2 separate regions of the Macaca mulatta genome follow, and region 2 is linked to region 1. Evidence: chromatin contacts called from public Hi-C data. All regions are on one chromosome and are shown on one strand. Each heading gives the region's core, a stretch centred on a gene start, on an enhancer-like site or on the middle of the called end of the contact. The rest is flanking DNA. Distances are from core to core; before and after follow the strand shown. Region 1 holds the start of NUMBL (NUMB like endocytic adaptor protein). Region 2 holds the start of RAB4B (RAB4B, member RAS oncogene family).

Region 1 (6,585 bases), core at 1,745-4,244:
GTCACACACAAATAATCCTTTTAAATAGCCAGGGTTTCAGACACCTAGTCAAATACATAACCCAAATCACACATACAAGGCTAGAAATACATATAATCACTCATTATCACACACACAGCCAGATACAGTCATTTATATTAATACAACCCCAGTCACACACTCAGACATGGTTCTGCATACGCAACCACTGTCATACACAATACTGTCACACAACCTCAGGCACATAGACACAATGTGACTTCAGATACAATGGCAGTCACACCGGCAGAGTTGCACAGACAGGTGTGTGTCACTCATGTGTATAAAATCAGGTAGAGACACAACTATAAACATTGTCAGTCACTGGGAGGGTCACACATGCACATGGAGCCATAGACAACTCCACTCACACACACAGTCACAACTCCACCCACATCCTGTCAGTCACACGCATGCCCACCCCCAGACTCAACACATACTGTCACATACCCAGTTATAGTTACCGAGGCATACAAACAGGGTCACAAAAGACATAATCACAGACAACCACAGTCACAACCATGCACACCTCCAAACACAGTCAGACTAAAAAGTACAGGATTCTGCATAGTAAGCAGCTGTCACACACACATACACAGTCAAATACTAGGGTCACACACAGACACAATCATAGACACCACCACAAGCACACACACAGGATTCCTGTCACCAGCTGCAGCGTACGCGTGCACACACACACACACAGCCACAGCCACACAAACACAGGGCACACTCCTAGCCACCTCCCCATTGCTTGCTTCCCCCCTTCCCCCCAGGTACCACACACAAAGCCGCCGTCACCGTCACCGCAGACGCTGCAGACAGACAGGGCTGCACCCGGTCCCTGGGGAGCCGCCCCCAGCCCAGCCTGTATGCTGGAGCCTGAGGGGCCAGGTCCGGGATGGGGGAGGCGGTGCATTGTCTGCGGGTGGGGCCACTCTTGGACAGCTGGGCAACCCTGGGGACAAAGGGGGTGGCCCAGGGGTTCTGTGCCCTGGGACCCTTGACCAAGCCAGGGGGTGGAGGGATTGGGGGTTGCCTGAAATTGTCCTTATTTTATTCAGGCTGGGGTGGGGTGGAGTCCCAGGCACGGGACCTTGTTTTGAGAAGGGGCTGTGCCTGGGACACCGCCCAAGGATTGGGGGGATGCTGTGCCCAGGGTGCCTCTGAGGCCTGGGGGCAGGCTGTGCTTGGAGTCCCCCCATGCCTTGGCGTGGTGGGAAAGCTGTACGCAGTGACCCCATCCTTGAGACCGTGCCTAGGGAGTTGTTGTGCTGAGACCCCCTTAGGCAGGGAGAGGTAAGGATTGTGTCTGGAATCACCTCCTGGAGGCCTTGGTTTGATACGGGGGCTGTATCCCCGACCCCATCTCCATCCCCATCTAGTTCCAGGAGTTGTACCTAGAATCTCTGTACCCCTGTCCTTGATTTTGTGGGAGGTCTGTGTCCAGGATCCCTATTTCCAGGGCCTTGGCAAGAGATGGCCCAGGGGTCTGTGCCCAAGACCCTGGTCTCCTGGGCTTTGGCTTGTTGGGCCTGTTCCTGGACCCCCACCCAGGACCACCCTCTCCAGCCTTGGCACCCTCTCTCCATCCGGGCGCCGCGGCCGCCTCCCACCCTCCGCCACATCAGCAGCGGCGCCGCCCCCGACCCGAGCCCCCCTCTCCCGCCCTTCTCACGCTGGCCGCCGCGCTGCGGGACATCCAGGGCCCGGGCGCCCCCGCCTCCCGCGGCCCTGGCTGGGCCCGGCTCCCCGACTGCTGCTGCTGCTGCTGCTGCTGCTGCGGTGGCGGCGGCGGCAGCTCGGTCTGACGCGGGCCAGGGCCCGGGGCCGGGGGATGGTGCGGGATGCACGCGCGCGAGCCTGCTCGGCTCCCGGGAGGATTCCGTTCCGGGGGCGGGGAAGCGTCCCTCGGCCTCGGCTCCCCGCCCCGGCCCCGCCCATTGGCCCGCCGCCTGCCGTATATGCAGAAAGACCCCGCCCCGCCCCGGCGCCTTGCCGGCCCTGCCCCGCCCCTTGGCCTGCAGACCCCGCCCCCACGCAGACACCACCCCGCCTTCCCCGGCGCGGCCACCGCCCCGCCACGCCCATTGGCCAGTCCCGGGCTGAGCATGCCAATGAACATCGCCGAGTCGTTCCCCCGGTCCATCGGGCCTGGACTCCCTTCCCCTCCGTGACCCCTGACCTCAGATCCCCTCCAGCTCCGCGTCCGGAAGAGTTGCTTCTGGAGGTGCCTTGCCGCCCCACACCCTCAAATCTTCCCGCTAACCCCATGGTTCCCCAGCCCGGCGGGGGCGGGCAGAAGCGGTGACGAGGCACTTTTTGCAAGCAAGGGGAGGGGGTGTGAACAGACCAAGGCGTCCTGGTGCGCGATCGGTTCGGCTTTGGGAATGGGGGCGCCGGGCTGGGACCAGGGCGCGGTTCTGGCCGCTGCGGCGCCCCCGCCGCCCCCTACGCCAATCCTGTGGGTTTGGCAAAGCAGCTGGCAGGGACATTAGAGCCCATTAGTAAAGGCGAGGTTGCCGGGAGCGAGGGGAGGGAGCCTCCAGCCAAGAGGCACTGTGTGTGGGGGAGGCCTCAGCTGCCACAGCCCTTAGAGCAGGTGGTCAGCACGTGGGGGGGTGGGGAAGGCGAGAAGGAGGTTCCCGGCAACAGATGGCACAGGCAGGGCTGGGGCTTTCAGACAAGGGGGTGGAGGGGGCTGGCCATCTGCACCTGGAGGCCGCTGGCGAGCTCCTCCCCCTCTCCCCGGAACCCTAGCGCAGAGAAAAGAGCTGGGGGAAGGGGAGGGTTGCTTTTATTCCGACTGAAGGTTCAGCTCCCCCCTCCCCCCGCACCCCTACCTCTCCAACACACTGAGAGGCTGGAACCCGGGAGAAGGCAGCTGTTGGAGGAGCGAGGGAGGCAGAGGTGAGGACTGCCTCCAGGACCACCATCTCGCCTTCCACGGCAGACTTGAGGCAGAGGTGAGGGCTCCCCCTGATGAGTCCGGATCTGAAAACGGCATGCAGGGGCACAAGGCTCCCTCAAATGTTGGCACAGATAAGTTAACTGCTTCCCTGGCTTAGAGTTCCCGGATGCCCACTTTAGAGTGGGGAGGTACAGGATCTAGGGCATGAAGTTGGGAGTTCCCCAGCCCCAGGGATCCTGAGCTCCTGGGCCAAGGAGGAGAGCCAGGCAAGACTGGGAAGCCCAGGGGGCTCCCCTGACCCAGGGCAGACGGGGAAGGGCTAAGAGGCACTACAGCAGGGTATGGCCTGCTTTGGGGACTGAATCCCCCATGGAGGCTGTCATGAGGGATCTGCCCAGGAGTCTCCTTTGGTGGGGAGGCTGCCGGCAGTGGCTGCGTCTGGCTGGCGACTGGCCCAGTAGCGGTGGTAGGTGTCCTGGAAGAGGTCCCTGCAGGCGATGTGAGCTTGGAGGCGGGCACAGGCCAGGAAAGCCCCTGCCAGCTTGCGGTGCAGGGCATAGGTCTCCTCGGGTGGGGGGCGCAGCCGGTGCCGCAGCAGCACGGGGATGAGGTCCTGGATGCGGCGGGCAGTTTCCCCCGACCCAAAGTCATAAGGGCCCTGGGTGGCGAAGGGCTCCCCCAGGATCATCACTGCCTCCACGTGGGCGTCGGAGAATGCCTGGGGGTGGGGTGGCGGGGGGGACAGCAAAGGCAGCCAGTGTGGACATAGAGCTCTCTGTATAACCCAGAAGCAACATGTAGCCTCCACTCCCTCCAGTCTCCACCATCAACACAAGCCCGGACTCCCCCAAGAGTGAGCAGCTTCCGCTCCTTCTAGAACCTGGACTAGACAAGCAGCTCCCTATTCCCTGAGTAAGCACCCCTCGCTTCCCCGCAGAGCCTCCAACAGACAAGTCACCCTCTACTCTCTCTACAATAGAGAAGCGGCCCCTGCCCCTCCTGAACAGATCCACAGTGCCCATGTTCCCAGGGTTCCTGAGGAGTCAGGCCGCCGCCTCCCCCCACTCCTCCCACTCCTCCCCAAAGCCCCCAGCAAGAATAAGCATCCATCCTAGAGTCCCCTACTGCCTGGGTATAGACAGAGAGCCTCCATTCTCCCTAGTAGAGACAAGCCCCTCCTAAAGCCCCCAGTCCCCAGGTATAGACATGCCCCATACCCCACTCGCGTTCCTCAGTGGAGATAAGCAGCCCCCCACTGTACCCCACCAACAGACACCCGTCTCTTTCTCCTGCAGTGTCTCCCCACCTTGGTTTCAAAGCCTGTGAGGAATTTGAGGTCCCTGGACTTCTGTAGGACACGGTCTCTGTCTCCGTCAGCTGCAGCCTTCACCACCTGGGGAGACGGGTGGGAGTTAGAGGGACAAAGGCCGGGGCTCAAGGGGCCTCTGAAGAAGAGGAGCTGGAAGCCTGGGCCTCCCGTGTACCCACCTCCATTCTCATCTGCCTGGGCCCTCCGTCACCTGGAAGCTTCCTGCTCCCCACTCTGCCGGTCTGTGACTCCCTTAAAGACTGTTCCAGAGCCTGGAGTGGAGGTGGGCAGGGATCCTGCCCGCCTAGCTGGCAATGTGGGGCCTGCCCGGGAACTGCCACAGTGAAACAGTGCAAGGAACACGTGTCAGGGCTGCTGGTGGGTCCAAACACTCAACTGGACAGGTGTGGGCGTGACCCAGAACTGCATCCAAAGTTGCCAGGGGCTACCTCTCTGTCTCCCGCACTGGACTTTAAGCCCTGTGAGAGCAAGGATCCCAGTTGGGTATAGTCGCGTGGGGCACAGGGTCTGGTGCTCAGGAGGCCCTGGGTGAACCTTGCTTTAGCAAATGAGTGTGTGGAGCAGAGCAGCTCTCCAGCCATAAGCTCATACATACAGGGCAGGAGTTGTGGGCATGGACAGACACCCAGCTGGGGCCAGCTGGCTAGGGCTCCATCCCAGCTCTGCCACCTGCCGGCCTGTTGGGCCTCCACTTTCTCATCTGTGAAGTGGGGATGCTAAAAGTGTCTTCCTCATGGGGCTGTTGGGAGGATAAAGAAGGTGATGCCTGTGGAATGCCTGGCGCTGTGTCTCATGCAGGAAGCACCGAAAATATCATAATCTACCATTATTAAGAGGTGGGCACGGGGGTCCCAATTTCACAGAAGGGGAAGCAGACCCGGAGTAGGGACTGGAACCTGGGTCACACCCCTCACCACTGGGTTGCCCGTTTTTGTAAGGAGAGGGGTTCGGGATTAATTCCATTCCCTCTCTGCTCCCCCTGCCCAAGCCTGTCTGGCCATCTGTCAGGCCTGTGGTCCTCAGAAGCCGGTGTGATGGGGCTTTTATAAACTGGCAAAGGCTGAGGCCTGGGTAGGAGGGGAGGGTGTCAGTGGGGAGCAAAATGTCCCAGCTACCCAAAGGGCCTTGGCTTTGTGCCTCAGTGGCCCGCGGAGAGGGCCCCAATGGGCCCGTGTGTAAGGGGTTATCACCTCCTCTTCCTGTTCCCATCTCAGAGGTGGCCCCCCCAGTCCCCAGGCCAAATCCCTGGACACCTCCATCGCTGACTTCCAGCCTGTCTGCTCCCATGGATTACCAGCTGGGCATCTCCCAGCCACCCCTCTGCCCCTCTCCACAGCTGCCCCGGGCTCCCAGCCCCCAGGTTTAGAGACCACTTCTTATTCAGAGGGAGTTTTCAAATTCTAACTGCATCCTTTCCCTGCTCAAATCTTTTTCCACGGCTCTGCAGGGCACCTGGATACAGTACGAGCTGCAGAGCGCGGCCTCCAAAATCCACAGTGATTTGCTGCACCCTCGTCACTGGCTCCTGTGCTGCTCCCCCACCTGCCCTCCCAGTCAGAATGGGAGCTTCCTTTGGGTCCTCTAGGGCCTTACTACTACAAGTGTGGTCCCCATACGGGTAGCCTTGGCATCACGTGGGCGCGTGTCAGAACACAGCGTCTTACACCCACCTCCAGACCAGAATCTTCACCTGCACAGGATCGCCAGGCTTCACAGGCACATCCAAGTCTGAGAAGTGCTGCTCTAATGGGAATATCCCTTATCACCGCCTGGCCTTGGCACATGTTGTCTATCTGGAATACCCTCCGAGCCTTTTCCCAATTGGCCCCCCTCATCCCTTAGGTCTCAACGCTGACAATCCCTCCTCCAGGAAGCCCTCCCTGGCTCCCCAGGCTGGGTCAGGCTCCTCCTCTGGGTTCACAGTCCCCTGTGCTTCCCCCATCCCAGCCTTATCCATGCTGGGTCCTCACTGTCCCCTCTCTGGACCATGAGTTCTGTGAGGAGGGGCCTAGGCTGGTCCCAGGTCACTGCTGTGTCTCCAGCTTTGCCTAGAACACAGCTGGGCACAGAGAGGGGTCAGAAAACATTTAGATTGGCTGGGCAGGGGGGCTCATGCCTGTAATCCCAGCACTGTGGGAGGCCAAGGCAGGAGGATCACCTGAGGTCAGGAGTTCGAGACCAGCCTGGGCAACATGGTGAAACCCCATCTCTACTAAAAATACAAAAATTAGCCGGGCATGGTGGTATGCGCCTGTAATCCCAGCTACTCGAGAAGCTGAGGCAGGAGAATCGCTTGAACACAGGAGGTGGAGGTTGTGGTGAGCTA
Region 2 (6,585 bases), core at 1,141-3,640, 91 kb after region 1:
TTACAGGCATGCACCACCACACCTGGCTAATTTTTGTATTTTTAGTAGAGACAGGGTTTCACCATACTGGCCAGGTTGGTCTTGAACTCTTGACCTCATGATCTGCCCGCCTTGGCCTCCCAGAGTGCTGGGATTCTAGGTGTGAGCCACCGCCCCCCCAGCCTATTTTCACTTTATTTACCAATTTTAGGGCAGCTGCTATGGTCCCACGTTCTGTTCTAGATACCAAGATACAACAACAAATGATCCTTTAAATTTTATTTTTATTTTTTTATTTTTATTTTTTTTTGAGACGGAGTCTCGCTCTGTCACCCAGGCTGGAGTACAGTGGCCAGATCTCAGCTCACTGCAAGCTCCGTCTCCCAGGTTTATGCCATTCTCTGCCTCAGCCTCCTGAGTAGCTGGGACTACAGGCGCCCGCCACCTTGCCCAGCTAGTTTTTTGTATTTTTAGTAGAGACGGGGTTTCACCGTGTTAGCCAGGATGGTCTCGATCTCCTGACCTCGTGATCCGCCCGTTTCGGCCTCCCAAAGTGCTGGGATTACAGGCTTGAGCCACCGCGCCTGGCCTGATCCTTTTTATTTTAATGGAGAGAAATGAGCAAAAAGCAAGTCATAAAAAATAGCAGCCGGGCACGGTAGCTCACACCTGTAATCCCAAGTAAGGCCAAGTTGGGAGGATAGCTTGAGCCTAGGAGTTCGAGACCAGCCTGGGCAACATAGTAAGACCCCCCCCACAAAAAAAATTAAAAATTAACTGGCCGTCATGGCGTGTATCTGTGGTCCCGGCTACTCAGGAGGCTGAGGTGGGAGGATTGCTTGAGCCCAGAAGTTGAGGCTGCAGTGAGCCGTGATCATGCTACTGCACCCCAACCTGGGCGACACAGTGAGACCCTGTCTCCAAAATAATAATAAAAGCAAATATGCGCTGCTGTGAGTATTAACAGAGACTGACTTGGGTGGTCAGAAAAGGCTTCTGAACAGGTTACATTTAAGCTGAGATTCGTATGACAAGGATGGAGCCAGTTACATGGAGATCAGGGAGAAGGGAGAATGCAAAGCCTTCAGCAGGCATAAGCTTGCCATCTTCCCAGACCCTAGCTTTTAACTCCTCTTCCCTAGGTTCAGGGAGATTACTATGGAGATCTGGCCGCTCGCCTGGGCTATTTCCCCAGTAGCATTGTCCGGGAGGACCAGACCCTGAAACCTGGCAAAGTCGATGTGAAGACAGACGTGAGTGTCATGGGGGCTGGCAAAAAATCTGGGGGGAGGACCCTTAGGTTGTGGGGATGGGCAAAAATGCTCCCACCCTTGGCTCCCTAGGTGTGTGCGCTGGGAGAAATTCTTTCCCTGCCTCAATTTTCTCACCAGTAAAATGGGTTCGGTTGGGAGGTGCAAAGATTAGAGGGCTCTAGGCTAATTTGCGTAGCACTTGCGTGGCCAGACCTGGGCCCTGCAGCTGCAGCCTTTGCAAAAACCACTAGATCCTTTGTGGTGTGACCGCTGGTTTTCTCTCCACTGTTTCCCCTTTCTCTTTTTCAGAAATGGGATTTCTACTGCCAGTGAGCTCAGCCTACCGCTGGCCCTGCCGTTTCCCCTCCTTGGCTTTATGCAAATACAGTCAGCCCAGTGCAAACGGCCTGTCTCTGTGGTCTTTGGGGTGGGGTAGGGTGGGATGGGGACTATACAAATGAAATGTTTCTCTGGGTTCCTGAATCTAACCAGTTAACCCGCTGCATATGGTAACGTCAGTGGTTGCTAGGCAGTGTTTCACTGATGAAAGCCGTGTGCGGTAGGAGGGCTCCTAAGCTTAGGTTTCTGACACAAGCAAAGGAAAACCTAAGCAGCCCAACTAGGGGGTTGTAGTGTCCTCTCTAGACCAGTGGGAGGGAGCCAATGGGACTACGCGGAGGATATAAATCGCACAGCAAAGGTTTTCTTGGAAGATTATCTGCAAAGGGAGGCGGGAAGTAACCTGCGCCTATCTTCCGAGTTTTCCTCCTTTTTGCCTTTGAGACCAGTAACCGCTCCCGCCAGCTCAAGATCAGCTCCTCTTCCAGCCTCTTTCTGTCAATTCTGCCCGTGCCCCCTTCTTTGCATTCGTATCCCCTCCCCCAAGTCCGCTCCAATCCAATCCGGAGACTCGACTCTGCCCCCGGACTCCAGACTAAATCCGTTCCTCGGCTCGGCAAAGCAGCTCTGCACGTCCCTTCCCACTTGCTCAGCCAATCGCTGGCCTCGGCCCCGCCCCTTTGGGCTGGGCCCCTCTCATGCCACCAATCCGCGCCTTTTGTCCCGCCCTCTGCCCGCGAGTCCACCAATCCCGCCCTTCGGAAAGCGTGGTCTGGTATCCAGCTGCTGGAGCGGGTCGCGCTGGAGGGGGGCGGAGGCGGAAGTGGCGGTGCCGGGCCCGGGGAGTAGGAAGAAGCCGGGGCTGTAGCCGGAGTGGAGCGGCTGCCAGCCGAGGAGCAGGCGCGGCTGCGGCGCCATATTGCGGCCCTCAGCGGCCGCGACCGAGTCATGGCCGAGACCTACGGTGAGGGTGGTGGGCCGAAGCCGGGGTCCTGGGTCTGGGCCCCGGGAGGATGCGGCCTGTGGGAATGGGCGGGGCTTTGTAGATCAGGGGGCGGGGTCTGGTGTTATGGAGGCAGGGCCTAAGTGGATGCTGGGAGGGGTTTAGTGGGTCTGAGGCTGAGCTTAATCGATTTAGGTGGAGCCTGAAGGTCTGGTGCGTGGGTTAAATAGATCTGGGGCGGGATTTGAGGGAGCTGGTACTTAGGGGTTCAGGGAGGCCCTGAGGGAAGAGGTGGGCCTTAATGGATATGGGCGGAGCCTGAGTGAAGGGGCGGGGCTGACTGCGTGAATGGCAGGAGTCGGGCTTATGGGCTAGAGGGAACACTGGATGGAAGCTCGGGACCCTGGGGTTGATCTGGCTGGAGAGAGCTCTGGAATGGGTTTGGGTATGGGCTGTTCTTGAGTTAGGGGCAGGACTTAGTGGCAAGGGGTGGGGCTTATGCATGAGAATGGAGCCAGGGTCTGGGCAGAGGGAGGGAAGGAGAGGTCGGGAAGTGGAAAATCAGTAGGGATGCAGCACAGGAGGTGGTGATTGGAGGCGGGGGAAGCGCAGGTTTAGGAGTCAGAGGGAGCTGCATTCGTTCAACAAATACAGAAGAGAAGAGTGCAAAGACCCTGAGGTGAGAACCAGCTTGTCGTTTTCAGGGAATAGACTGAAGGTCAGGAGCTATAGTGGAGTGAATGAGTCAGAGGGTGGTAGGAGGTGAAGAGGAACAAGGGCTAGTTGGTAGTCCTTGTTTAAATAGCTTTCAAGAGACTTTAGCGATGGACTCTGGAGCCCTCGGCCTAAGTTTGAATCTCACTTCTGCCTAGCTCTGTCACTTGGGGCAAGTCAGTTAACCTCTCTGGCCTGTTTCCTCATCTGGAAAAGGGGAATAATTTTTAGGCTACCTCCCTCATAGAGTTTTCCTGAGGATGATGTGAGCTGTTGATGTGAGTAAAGACCTTTAGAGCTGTTCCTGGCCCACAACAACACACAATTGACCTATGTAACAAACCTGCACGTGTGGGCTGGGCACGGTGGCTCACGCCTGTAATCCCAGCACTTTGGGAGGCCAAGGTGGGCGGATCACCTGAGGTCGGGAGTTCGAGACCAGCCTGACCAACATGGAGAAACCCCGTCTCTACTAACAATACAAAATTAGCTGAGCGTGGTGGCGCATGCCTGTAGTCCCAGCTGCTCGGGAGGCTGAGGCAGGAGAATTGCTTGAACCTGGGAGGTGGAGGTTGCGGTGAGCCAAGATTGCGCCATTGCACTCCAGCCTGGGCAACAAAGAGTGAAACTCTTGTCTCGAAAAAACAAAAACAAGGACAAAAAAAACCTGCACATGTATCCCCTGAACCTAAAATAAAAGTTGAAAAAAATATATAGAATGTGCCTGGCACATGGCAAGTACTACATAAGAGTTATCTGTTACTGTTACCTATTGGTTTGTTTCTGCCTATGTCTGTTTCTCTCCCTCTAACTGTGACGGTTAGAGAGACAGATTGGATTGGAATCCATCTTTTTCCCTGTATCTTTCTCTCCCTGTGGGTATCCCTGATTTTGGCTCCATCTGGTCAGACTTCCTCTTCAAATTCCTGGTGATTGGCAGTGCAGGAACTGGCAAATCATGTCTCCTTCATCAGTTCATTGAGAATAAGTGTGAGTTTCCCGCAGTGGTCCTGGGAACCCTGAGCTGTGGCTATGGGCATGGTGTGGGCTGGTGGGCAGCTGGTGGGGAGGGCAGGGCTGGCCATAGGTACAAGTCCAGTCCTGGCTTTTTGGTCCTTGCTTTGTCATATGTCCTTTACTAGGTTCTCCTTGACCTCAGTCACTCCAGCAATGAGAATGGGTTTGTAGAGACTGAGAAGGCCTTGGAGGATGGGGGATCCTCTGAGCTGCCTCCTCTCTCCCTGCACTGCCCCTTCTGTTCCTCCCACTCCCAGTCAAACAGGACTCCAACCACACGATCGGCGTGGAGTTTGGATCCCGGGTGGTCAACGTGGGTGGGAAGACTGTGAAGCTACAGATTTGGGACACGGCTGGCCAGGAGCGGTTTCGGTAGGTGGGCTGGGCTCCCAAAGGTGATGAGGAGAGAGAGAGAGAGGGAAAGAGAGAGAGAGACGTGTGTGTAGAGTCACTTGGAGACACTGAGAGGGCAGACAAGGCAGAGAGAGAGAGAAGAGACACTGTAGTTAGCAGGTATATATATCCAAGGAGAGAGGGAGTACTGGAGAGAGAAAGAGATGGCGGAAGAAAAAGAGGTAGGGGCCAGATGCAGTGGCTCATGCCAGTAATCCCCGTGCTTTGGGAGGCCAAGGTGGGAAGATTGCCTGAGCCCAGAAGTTCGAGACCAGCCTGGGCAACATAGCGAGACCCCCATCTCAAAGAAAGAAAAAGAGATAGAGAAAAGTGGCTTGGGGAGGGGGTGAGGGATAGAGACTAAGAGACATTGAAACAGAAAGAGAAGGGGAAACTTGAGAGACACACACCCAGAAAGGAAAAGAGCAAGAGAGACAGAGACTAAGAGAATTGAAGAGAATGATAAGGGAGGTAAGGAGGCCCGGCACAGTGGCTCACACCTATAATCCCAGCACTTCGGGAGGCTGAGGCGGGTGGATCACTTGAGGTCAGGAGTTCGAGACCTGTCTGCCACCATGGTGAAACCCTGTCTCTACTAAAAATACAAAAAAAAATTTAGCTAGGCTGTGGTGGTGGATGCCAGTTACTCGGGAGGCTGAGGCAGGAGAATTGCTTGAACCTGGGAGGCACAGGTTGCAGTGAGTCAAGATTGCACCAGTTCTCCCCAGCTGGCGTGACAGAGCGAGACTCTGTCTCAAAAATAAATAAATAAATAAAGGAGGTGAGGAGACACAGAGAAACAGGTCAGAGGCAGAGAGGGAGACAGGGCAAGTCGGACAGGTGTAGTTGGACATTGAATGAATGAATGAATGCATAGATTTATGGAAAGGCAAGGGTGAGCATGAGAGCCACAGAGATGGAGCAGAACGAGAGACAGCGAGAAATAGGGAACTGAAGACACACAGGCCAAGGCAGGAGAACCGCTTGAGTCCAGGAGTTTGAGACCAGCCCAGGCAACATTGTGAAATCCCATCTTTCCAAAAGACAAATGGAGAAATGGACGTGTTGTGGGAGAGGGAGACGGAAATGCATAGGGCTCAACACATGGTAGGTCTTCAGGAAATGACTGCAGAAAAGTTGATCGACACATAGAAACCTTAGGCGAGTCTGAGAAACAGAGACAGAGAGCAGGGAGAGAAATAGAGGGAATTCGGTCCGTGGAAAAGTGTGATCTATGGCAGCATAGTAGCTGAGTTAATACTTGTGTATGGATTCACTGCCTGAGGTGCACAGAGCCCAGAGGCAGAGAGACGGGCTGAAGGATAGACAGGTGTGTGGCATGGGCTAGGTTTACGGTGAGTGCTTAGTAAATGCTTGTGGAATGATTGCATGAGTTCCAGAAGGACCCAGACTGGTGAGACTGAGAATGCAGAGTTGGCTACACTGGGAAGGAGCCTCCACCTGACACAGCAGGACAATGATAAGCAGATGTTGCATAGCGCTTGGGCAGGGCCAGGCAAACGGGAGATTTGCTCAGAAAATGTTGAATGAACGAATGCACAAATGCATGGGAAGGCAAAAGTAAGCACGAGAGAGCCAGAGATATGAAACAAACAAAAAAGACAGGGAGAAATAGGAAATTAAATAGGGCCAGCCACGGTGGCTCACACCTGTAATCCCTGTACTTTGGGAGGCCTAGGCGGGTGGATCACTTGAGGTCAGGAGTTCAATACCACACTGGCCAGCATGGCGAAACCCCATCTCTACTAAAAATACAAAAATTAACTGGATGTGGCAGTGCATGCCTGTAATCCCAGCTACTTGGGAGGCTAAGGCAGGAGAATCACTTGAATCTGGGGGGCAGAGGTTGCAGTGAGCTGAGATCACGCCATTGCACTTCAGCCTGGGTGAAAGAGCAAAACTCCATCTCAATCAATCAATCAATCC

What was found. A called contact is a pair of places that touch in the nucleus more often than the background predicts.
Region 2: a contact with region 1 is called in a Hi-C map of fetal cortex germinal zone, with 1.8 times the contacts expected there. The contact joins the promoter of RAB4B here to the promoter of NUMBL in region 1. A contact is called at or near these places in 2 of 14 Hi-C or Micro-C datasets (cortical neurons and fetal cortex germinal zone).

The regions. Positions count from the first base shown.
Region 1 is chr19:51,805,994-51,812,578 of T2T-MMU8v2.0, forward strand. NUMBL (NUMB like endocytic adaptor protein) reads right to left here and starts at 2,995. Exons shown (of 10, transcript XM_077982833.1): 1 at 2,862-2,995. The coding sequence starts at 2,954. It overlaps COQ8B (coenzyme Q8B), which reads right to left. Exons shown (of 15, transcript NM_001265945.1): 14 at 4,236-4,322; 15 at 3,150-3,647. The coding sequence ends at 3,309. It overlaps LOC114674211 (a long non-coding RNA gene), which reads left to right and starts at 2,135. Exons shown (of 5, transcript XR_013410690.1): 1 at 2,135-2,984; 2 at 3,747-3,841; 3 at 4,225-5,095; 4 at 5,707-6,101; 5 at 6,399-6,486.
Region 2 is chr19:51,897,169-51,903,753 of T2T-MMU8v2.0, forward strand. RAB4B (RAB4B, member RAS oncogene family) reads left to right here and starts at 2,391. Exons shown (of 8, transcript XM_077982883.1): 1 at 2,391-2,535; 2 at 4,138-4,218; 3 at 4,503-4,617. The coding sequence starts at 2,520. It overlaps MIA (MIA SH3 domain containing), which reads left to right. Exons shown (of 4, transcript NM_001261282.1): 3 at 1,122-1,232; 4 at 1,542-1,570. The coding sequence ends at 1,565. It overlaps LOC144337507 (a long non-coding RNA gene), which reads left to right and starts at 4,982. Exons shown (of 2, transcript XR_013410696.1): 1 at 4,982-6,585.